Regions from separate parts of the Mus musculus genome. Here all the other regions are linked to region 2. Evidence: chromatin contacts called from public ChIA-PET and promoter capture Hi-C data. All regions are on one chromosome and are shown on one strand. The core of a region is the stretch at or near the end of the contact, and the rest is flanking DNA. Distances in the headings are between cores, read along the strand shown.

What was found. Promoter capture Hi-C pulls out the DNA fragments that hold promoters and counts their contacts. ChIA-PET counts read pairs in DNA pulled down with a chosen protein or histone mark.
Region 1: an RNA polymerase II ChIA-PET map of memory CD8 T cells shows a contact between it and region 2, with 10 read pairs. The contact joins the promoter of Ddx49 here to the promoter of Kcnn1 in region 2. A contact is called at or near these places in 1 of 39 promoter capture datasets (pre-B cells), 1 of 484 Hi-C or Micro-C datasets (embryonic stem cells) and 1 of 115 datasets of contacts at active chromatin or transcription factors (memory CD8 T cells).
Region 3: a contact with region 2 is called in a promoter capture Hi-C map of embryonic stem cells, with 8 read pairs. The contact joins the promoter of Nr2f6 here to the promoter of Kcnn1 in region 2. A contact is called at or near these places in 14 of 39 promoter capture datasets (the C10 cell line, cranial neural crest, embryonic stem cells and 9 more), 1 of 484 Hi-C or Micro-C datasets (embryonic stem cells), 20 of 115 datasets of contacts at active chromatin or transcription factors (the 230-238 cell line, bone marrow-derived macrophages, craniofacial prominence and 15 more) and 4 of 9 other capture datasets (adipose tissue, liver, macrophages and 1 more).

The regions. Positions count from the first base shown.
Region 1 is chr8:70,301,141-70,303,840 of GRCm38.p6, forward strand. Ddx49 (DEAD box helicase 49) reads right to left here and starts at 1,312. Exons shown (of 13, transcript NM_001024922.2): 1 at 1,183-1,312. The coding sequence starts at 1,297. It overlaps Cope (coatomer protein complex, subunit epsilon), which reads left to right and starts at 1,627. Exons shown (of 10, transcript NM_021538.2): 1 at 1,627-1,792. The coding sequence starts at 1,667.
Region 2 is chr8:70,855,618-70,858,317 of GRCm38.p6, forward strand. Kcnn1 (potassium intermediate/small conductance calcium-activated channel, subfamily N, member 1) reads right to left here and starts at 1,391. Exons shown (of 10, transcript NM_032397.3): 1 at 1,315-1,391.
Region 3 is chr8:71,380,588-71,383,287 of GRCm38.p6, forward strand. It overlaps Nr2f6 (nuclear receptor subfamily 2, group F, member 6), which reads right to left and starts at 1,365. Exons shown (of 4, transcript NM_010150.2): 1 at 404-1,365. The coding sequence starts at 684.

The DNA.
Region 1 (2,700 bases), core at 62-2,561, 550 kb before region 2:
GCCATGATTGGTCCCTTGGGCATTCCCTCATTATTGTAAGAAATAGATGGGTATGGTCTGCTTTTAGTACGAGGTGAGCTTACAGTTCACTAGAGCTACAGATGAGTTGGAGGCACTGGGTCCTTCTCTCCCCTAGTTAGTCTAAGACTCGGAGAGTTACAGGTGCTCTGCTATGTGACTGAGCCCATGATTAGAAAGGAAGGGCAGCCAGGCAGTAGTGGCGCACACCTTTAATTTCAGCACTTGGGAGGCAGAGGCAGGCAGATTTCTGAGTTCAAGGCCAGCCTGTTCTACAGAGTGAGTTCCAGGACAGCCAGGGCTATACAGAGAAACCCTGTCTCAAAAAAACAAAAAAACAAGGGAAAAAAAAAAGAAAGAAAAGAGAATAGAAGAGAGGCAGCCTCAAGACCCAAACTATTCATTAGAGAAGACTTGGGGCCCCAATGGACCAATGGGATGGGGAATTTGGGGAGGGGAAAAGCCCTGCAGGTCTATGGAAGAAAAGGTCAGGAATTTCCCATATTTGGGGAAAGGCTTCAAAAACTTGCTTGAAATCACCACACCAGCTATTTTTGCCTTTTCTCTATGCTGGTACCCCTTTCTCCAGAATTGAATATTTAAAACTGTTTCATTTCCACTAGTCCCTTGAACGTGTTATTATCTAATTTCCAACAATTATTATAATTGCTTGTTTGAAACAAATTTTCAGGTAGCCCAGGCTGGTCTGCAACTTGCTACCAAACTGAGGATCACCTTGAACTCCTGATCCTCTTGCTTCCACCTGCTCAGTATTGAGATGACTGAGAGTCACCACGTCCGGCTCCAAGGACGCCTCTTTAATGGCAAAAGTGAACTGGGTCGAAGAGCACTGACACAAACACGGAGCATTGGTTTTTACCTGGAGTTTGACGGCTTCTACGTCAAAGCCAGCTCTACCCTTTTTTTTTTTCAGTGCCATGTTTTAGTCATTCACCGATCTCTCCCTATGCTCGGGTGCTACGAAAACTTAAGAGGTGCCACCCATCACCTGTGTGATAATGAACACGAGTCGGTCGCAGCGTAAATGTCAATGCTGCGGGTCAGGGTCCCCGAAACACTCAATGCTGTCCTGATTCCTGGAACCCAAGTGGGGCTAAGGAAGAGCGGGCAAAGAAAGGCATTAAAAGAAAGGCGAGAACTCACCTTCCAGGATGGCCGGAATGCACCCGAGCTGCACCGGCGTGGGCTGCTTCAACCCCAGCTGTCGACACTGTTCTACCAGCCACGACGACAACCCGATCTCAGCGAACCCCGCCATGCTCCAGACCCGGGCAGAGAACCTAGAAATGAGTGCTTCCGGCGCGTGAATGCTACGTCACGTCCACCCCGGCGCAGTCCGGCCTGGAAAAGTTGTGAGAGGACGTTGGCGGAGGAATGTGACGTCACGGAGAGACCCTCTCCAGATCCTTCAACCAATCCGAGCTTTGACCGCTTTTCAGTGTTTTGGTTCTGAAGGCCTTGTGTTTGTTGACGGAATCCGAACTATAGTTCTCGGGAGGCTTTGCAAGGTTTCTTTTTCATCGCCTCTGATTTGTCCCATAGAACTACGTTTCCCAGAGTTCCTGACGACGGGGACCTGCTTCCGGCCTACGTGTCCCAGAAGAAGGTTGGTTAGAGGTGCGGTGACATGGCTCCTCCGGTTCCTGGCGCGGTCTCTGGCGGCTCCGGAGAGGTAGATGAGCTGTTCGACGTGAAGAACGCTTTCTACATCGGCAGCTACCAGCAGTGCATCAACGAGGCTCAGCGCGTGAAGGTGGGCAGCGTGCGGAGCAGCTTCCGGCGCGCTCTGAGGTTCTGGTCCGAGGACTCGGTTTCTCTTATAATTAGGGATGGTTTTCAATTTACTCTGTAACCGAGGCTAACCTTGAGGTCCTGCGCCTCCAGTCTTCACCCCTCCAGTGCTAGGATGACAGGTGTGCACCCCTGTGCCAAGCTTCCAACTTTCTGGTGGTTGATTGACAGGGGCTCACTTTATAGCCCAGGCTGACCTGAAGTCAGGGTAATGGTGAGGTGACAGGTGTGCGCCACTAGCTCCATCATAAAACCTCTTACTGTTTCGTTTTTAAACCCCCCCCGCCCCCCTTTTTTAAGTGTCTAAAGTCAGGCATCATGGTGCACGCCTTCTATTCCAGCACTTGGGAGGCTGATCTCTGTAAGTTTAGGGTCAGCCTGATCTTCATAAGCAGTTCTAGGTCAGTTCGGGTAATACTGTAATCTGTCTTAATAATAGTCCTAAACCGGAGGTAGCTTGGTGTGCCTTAAATCCCAGCACCCAGAGGCAGAGGCAGTCAAGTCTCTGAGTTTTGGACCACTCTGATCTACATAGCGACTTCCAGGACAGCCAGGGTGCTACAGAAAAACCCCGTCTTGAACTGTACCCTCCTCGCCTCCCCCACTCCCCCCAAAAGGGAAGTTTGGTTATAAAAGAAGACAGTCTCCTTTAGCCCAGGCTGGCCTCAGACTCCCCATGTTGCTGAAGAGCACTGAATTCCTGATGGCCATGCCTGCTCTCTGGAGTGCTGGGATCATAGTGTGCACAGCCAAAGCACAGCTTCGATGCAAATGCTCCACAGGCTAAATCCTTGCCCTGGTTTTGTTTTATGTTTTAAGCAGCTTCATATAGCCCAGGCTGTCCCTAGATGTAGCAGTCTTGTCTCAGCC
Region 2 (2,700 bases), core at 141-2,640:
CCAGACACCAGCATGCCCTGCAATCATCCTGGCCCATGAGCACCCCCTGCCCCTCAAGCTACCAACAGCAGGTGACAAGGTGGCCTGGGTGCCTGCAAGACACACAGGTGAAGAGGCAATATGGGGCTGTGACTCAGCTGTCTGACACATATGCCAAGCCTAGGTGCTGCCATGTTGTTCCCTGAGACAGCCTCTTCCTGGGCAGGCTGGCTGGCACAGGACAGATGCAGAGCAGGCAGGGCTCAGTGACCAGTCCTGGGCTGGCTGTGTTTTGAGCCTCCAGTTAAAAGGACTGTCTGTTGCCCCAGGCACAAGGGGGATACCTCTTCTGGTTTTAAAAAGAAGAGCAAAGCTGAGGGAGGTTGGGTGGCCCCTGGATCCTCTGCCAGCACCGAGTCAGACACAGACTAAGGGACACAGCCTGGCGGTGGCTGAGGGCAGGACCTTGACAGGGAACCAGGCTGGCTCTGCCCGAGTGGCTGTGAGCTGAGGACAGAGCTGCTTTCTGTCATGGAGCCTGGGGTACCAGCTCAGTCCGTTTTCTCTTGTCTTCTGTAATTTTATTTATTTACTTTAGAGACAGGCTCTCAATCTATAGTGCAGGTTGGCACTGTGGCAAACCCCAGGTGCTGGGATGGCAGGTGTAAGTCGCCATGCTAGGACTGGTGATACATACCTATCAAGAGGTGCTAAACAGCAAGGCTAGCCTGGCCTTTGAGGCCAACTAGGGCTACCTGAGAACCTGTCTCAAAATAAAATAAAATCGGATCAATAGGTGTCCCTTGCTGTGAGTCTCAAGGAGGCACCCACCTCCCACAACTCTTGTAGGAACCACAGTGATAACGGCTCATGACAGAAACTCCCAAGACACTAGACCTGTGTCAGGTGGCCTCCCCAGCAGCTGGTGGGGAAATGGAGTTGAGGAAGGGTGCCAGAGCTCTTCTCACCAGGCTCACTGACTCCTCAGGGTGCCCGGCTCTGCTTGCCCTTTGCACACCGGCTACCAGGGAGCTTACAAGGCCAGTCTGGCAGCCCAGGTGCTGTCACTGAGCACCTTGACCTCAGTTTAGGGTGGCCGAAGAGTGCTCATGTCACTGGCCGTATCACATCCATCCTTGTGCATGGACTTTATGGACTCAGCGTCTCCCACTCGCAATCTTCCCTCACCGGGGGACACGCGCACCCTCTCTTCTGTGTCCCTGACCCCTGACCGCGTGGCAACACCATCCCCAGCGTCGTCCCTAGTCGCATAGCCCAGGGACCCGCTATTACTGCCCCCCCAGCCCCCTCACCCCCGCTTCCTCTCGCCAATACCTGCGGGCGGGGACCTGGACCCTCGTGCCAGCGCGTCCCCGCCGAGACCGGCCAGGGAGGGGGAGCAGCGCCGCCCCGTATGAGCGGCGCCTTGGATTGGCTGAGTGCACCAGGCCCCACCCCCATGACCCCGCAGGCTCCGCCCATGCTTAAAGCTCCCTCCTGGGCACTGGGCAAGAATAAGAACCCCGGTGATGGGCATCTGTGCACAGGCAGCTGGCTATTGCAGGTGATCCTGCACACCTGGACCTCATCTCTGGGGACAGACAAGCCCGCTCACCTCAGGGACCCCGATCTTAAACCCTATTAGCCTTGCGGGCAGAAAGAGCTCCAGGCAGCTGCAATCATCAGGGCTGGGGAGACCCCCGAACCTGCTCTGCCCCCATCATTCAAGCCAAACTTACAGAGCTCACTCATGAAAGTTTTTGTTTTGAATCAAGGTCTCACATAACCTAGTCTGGCGTCAAACTCACTGTGAAGTACAGGCTGCGCTAGAACTTACCAGGGAGTCCAGGTTAGCCTTGAGTGGCCTTGAAGTTCTGTTCCTTCTCCCTTCACCTCCTGAGCGCTGGGACAGTTTTGGGCCCCCCTTTCCAGCTCATGCAACATTTTTTGTGGTCTTGGGTTTTGTTTGTTTGTTTTGATAGCTCTGTAGCCAAAGCTGATCTTGAATTTACTCACTGAAATCCTCCTCTCAGCCTACTTCCTAAGGTGCTGGAGTTTCAGGTGTCTTCTAAGACATCCCAGAGACCAAGGAGTCTAGTCTCCGCCCCTTCAGTCACGTGATTACTGACAAGCTGGGGAGCTGAGGTTTGCCTGCAGCCGAGCGATGAGTGTGTGTATCCCCTCCCTAATCCCCTCCCCACCCCCACCCCAGCCACCCAGCTCCTGCTTCTTCCTGGCCCAATGTCTTTGCAGTTTAGAGGGCCTCAGGAAGGACTGAGGGGCAGATGTGTGGCCAGCAAGTGGCCTGGGAGCAGTGACAGCACTGAGCCCCAGCAGAGCCACCAACAGAGTGACAGTCCAGGTGTTGGGGACCACATCTGCACTATCCACATAGGTGGAGCCAGATGGAACCAGCCTGGGGTGATAGATGTAAGCAGGTTCCAGGAGACACCACAGAGGGACAGGCCAAGAGCACCAGGTTCTGCCTCCAGCCCCTAAACCTTCTGCATGTGGCCACCTCAGCCTGTGGCTGTGGGCCTTCCCTGCCTACCCCCTACCCAGGAATTGTTTTGCTTTTTGTTTTAGAAAGGGTTTCATATCTGTGAGGCTCAGACTTACTATAGAGCTGAGGATGGCCTGGAACTGGCCATCTTGCCTCTACCTCTCAGGTCCTACCTGACAGGATAGGCCTGGGCCACCAAGCCCCATTTGTTCCGTGCT
Region 3 (2,700 bases), core at 115-2,614, 520 kb after region 2:
ACCCAAGGGCGCGCCGGATCGATCCGCGCGGCCGCAGACAATGGCCCCTGGACGCCGCCAGCCCCGCGGTGCGACTTGCACCTCTGATTCCCGCGAGGCACCACGCGTGACGGGCCCCCACGAGAAAGGGGGCACTGGGGGCTGGAAAGAGGGTCCTCACTCCTGACAGCACTCCCGAGCCCTCCCTGTCTAGCAGAACCAGCTCTCTCCAGAGCAGGAGGACAAGAGCAAAGACCACCTGCGCGGGGGAGGAGAGGGGGAGCACCTGCACGCATGTATCACCAACTCCACTAGGGCCGAACCCGTGGTCTGGGGCAGGAATGCGGGTGTGGGGAAGGTCAGCGCCAGGCCCAAGGTGACCGAGCAGGTCCGGGCCAGCTCGGTGGCCGCGCGTGGGGCTCACCGGCAGGTGTAGCTGAGATTGCGGCGGATGCTGCGCTTGAAGAAACTCTTGCAGCCCTCGCAGGTGAACACGCCGTAATGCTTTCCACTGGACTTGTCCCCGCACACCACGCAGTCCACCTGCAACCCCGGACGCTCCTCGTCGCCCGGCTCCGCGTCGCTGGTCGCCCCGGGAGGTGACGCCGAATCGTCCTCGGTCGCGCGTGGGTAGCTCCCACCAGCCTTGTCCACGCCGTTCGTGTCGCCTCCGGGGTCGCCCCAGCCACCGGTCACCATGGCCATAGCCCCGGAGACAGCGGGGCCGGTACGCCCCGGGACGAGTCCGTCCCCTCTGGGCACGCCTGGCGACCCGAGAGGGACCCGGCTACCCCGGGCGCATGCAGCCCGCGCTCTCGGGGGGCTCCGGTCGCACACCCCCCTGAAAAAAGTTTTGCGGCAACTTCCTGCGGCCGGTCCGCGCGCCAGGCAGGAACTGGTCGGGCCGGTTCCAGGCCAACTTTCCCACGCGTGCCCGCGGTCGACGGGGGCGCGCTAGAGGCGCGAGTCTGGGGCGCCCAGGTCCCGTGGTCCGGAGTCCTGGGGACCCGGTAGCGTCGCGGGGGCCATGGCCCGGCCCCGCCGCCCAGGCCAACTTAGTGGCTCACCATCCGAGCGCGCGCGGGCGCCCCCGAGCCCGGGGGGAAACTTTGGCCGCAAGTTACGCGGCGAGGGGGGAGGGGCGGCGGGAGCGCGCGTCGGAGACCCGGAGTCCCGCACGCCGCGCGCGCCCGGCCGTAATCGCAGAGGTCCAGGCGATAGAGCTGAGTGGAGAGTGCGACCCGCGGCCTTCCCTGGATCGTCTCCCCGCCGAGCGCTCGCGCGGCCGGCCTCGGCCTGCGCCTGGGCCCGAGCCTCGGCCTCGCCCTGGCGCTCGCCGCCGGCCCCGCGCTGCGGCCGGCCTGACACCCGCGTTCCATCGGCGCCGGCGGGGGCGGGGCGGGGGCGCGCGGCGCGGCCGGGGGCGGGCGCTCGTTGCCCCGGCGACGGCCGCCCTTATAAGGGCATGGGGTAGCCGCGCGCCGCCCGGAGCCGTGGGCCGGCGAGAGGGCGGGGCGGGGCGCGCAGCTGACCCTCCCCCACGCGGCCGCGCAGCCTTAACCCCTGCGAGTCCTGTCGGGGCATCGGGGAGCTCCGCGCGGCTCCCGGCAGCCGCGCCCCCCGGGGACATCTGCAGGGGGCACGCCCCCGCCGCTCAGGCGCGCGCCCCGCTTTGCTCTGCGCGGCTGCCAGCTGGAGCGGCCCCCTCCTCCCCAAAGTCTCCGCGGCCCGCCCCCGCCTCCGCCTCCGCCTCGCGCTCCGCTCCGGTGAACACCTGGTGTCCGGAGTCTGGGGGTGGGCGTCCGCGCTGTTAGGTCAAGGGGTCCCCCTCTCTCCTTTCAGGCTTCAAGGGTGGGAGAGGCTGGGCGTCAGTCGCCTCTCCGGCCGGAAGGCGTGCCAGTCCCGGGCTGTTGTCCGGGTCTCTCTTCATTTCCTTTCCTTTTTTTTTTTTTCTTCTTCTTCACAGAAAGGGTTTGGCCTGGTGACCGGCTGGGCCACAGATGTCTAGCCCCCCTCCCGTCCAGCCCCCCACGCCTAGAGCCTCCCAGCTGCCGCCACGCCCCTGCCCCCTCCAATTCTACTGGAGCAAGCATTTATTAAGCACCCTTTGTATGCAGGACCCCCCAGGGCACGGATTTATTAAGCTCCCTTCACATTTGAGGCCTAGATGGGATTGAGGCCTGACTCTAGGTCTGTTAACGTTTAACAGAGGGAAAAGTCCCTCTTGGGGTGACCTTTCACCCCTGAGTCAGAGTTCTGACGGCCAGGCCTGTTCTGCCTCCTATGCAGGCCTGGGTCCAGTATAGACACACCAGAGAACGCGGCCAACCTGGACAAGGTGCCCTCCCTTCTGTGCCTTGTGAAAATCATCCCACAAGATGAGCCCTCACATAAGGGGACTTAAAGGAACTGAGGTTCAGGTTTCCGCTAGCCATGTACACCCAGCCCTGTGCTGTTGGGTACCTAGAAGAATCCACCTGGATACCTTGTGAAAATACAAATACAGAAATCAGGAAGAACTAGAATCAGACTGGAGCAAGGACTTCCCAGGAATCTGATTAGAATCGACCCTGCTTTAGTGGTGACAAATCCTGGGTGACCCAGAAGATAAATCAGTTTAGGAGTCATAGTTGGTTGTTTGGGATGAGAACAGTCCTAGATTGGACTATTCTCGAGTCCTTGGTGCCAGTATCTCAGGAGAGGGTTGAAAGGGTTAAGGGC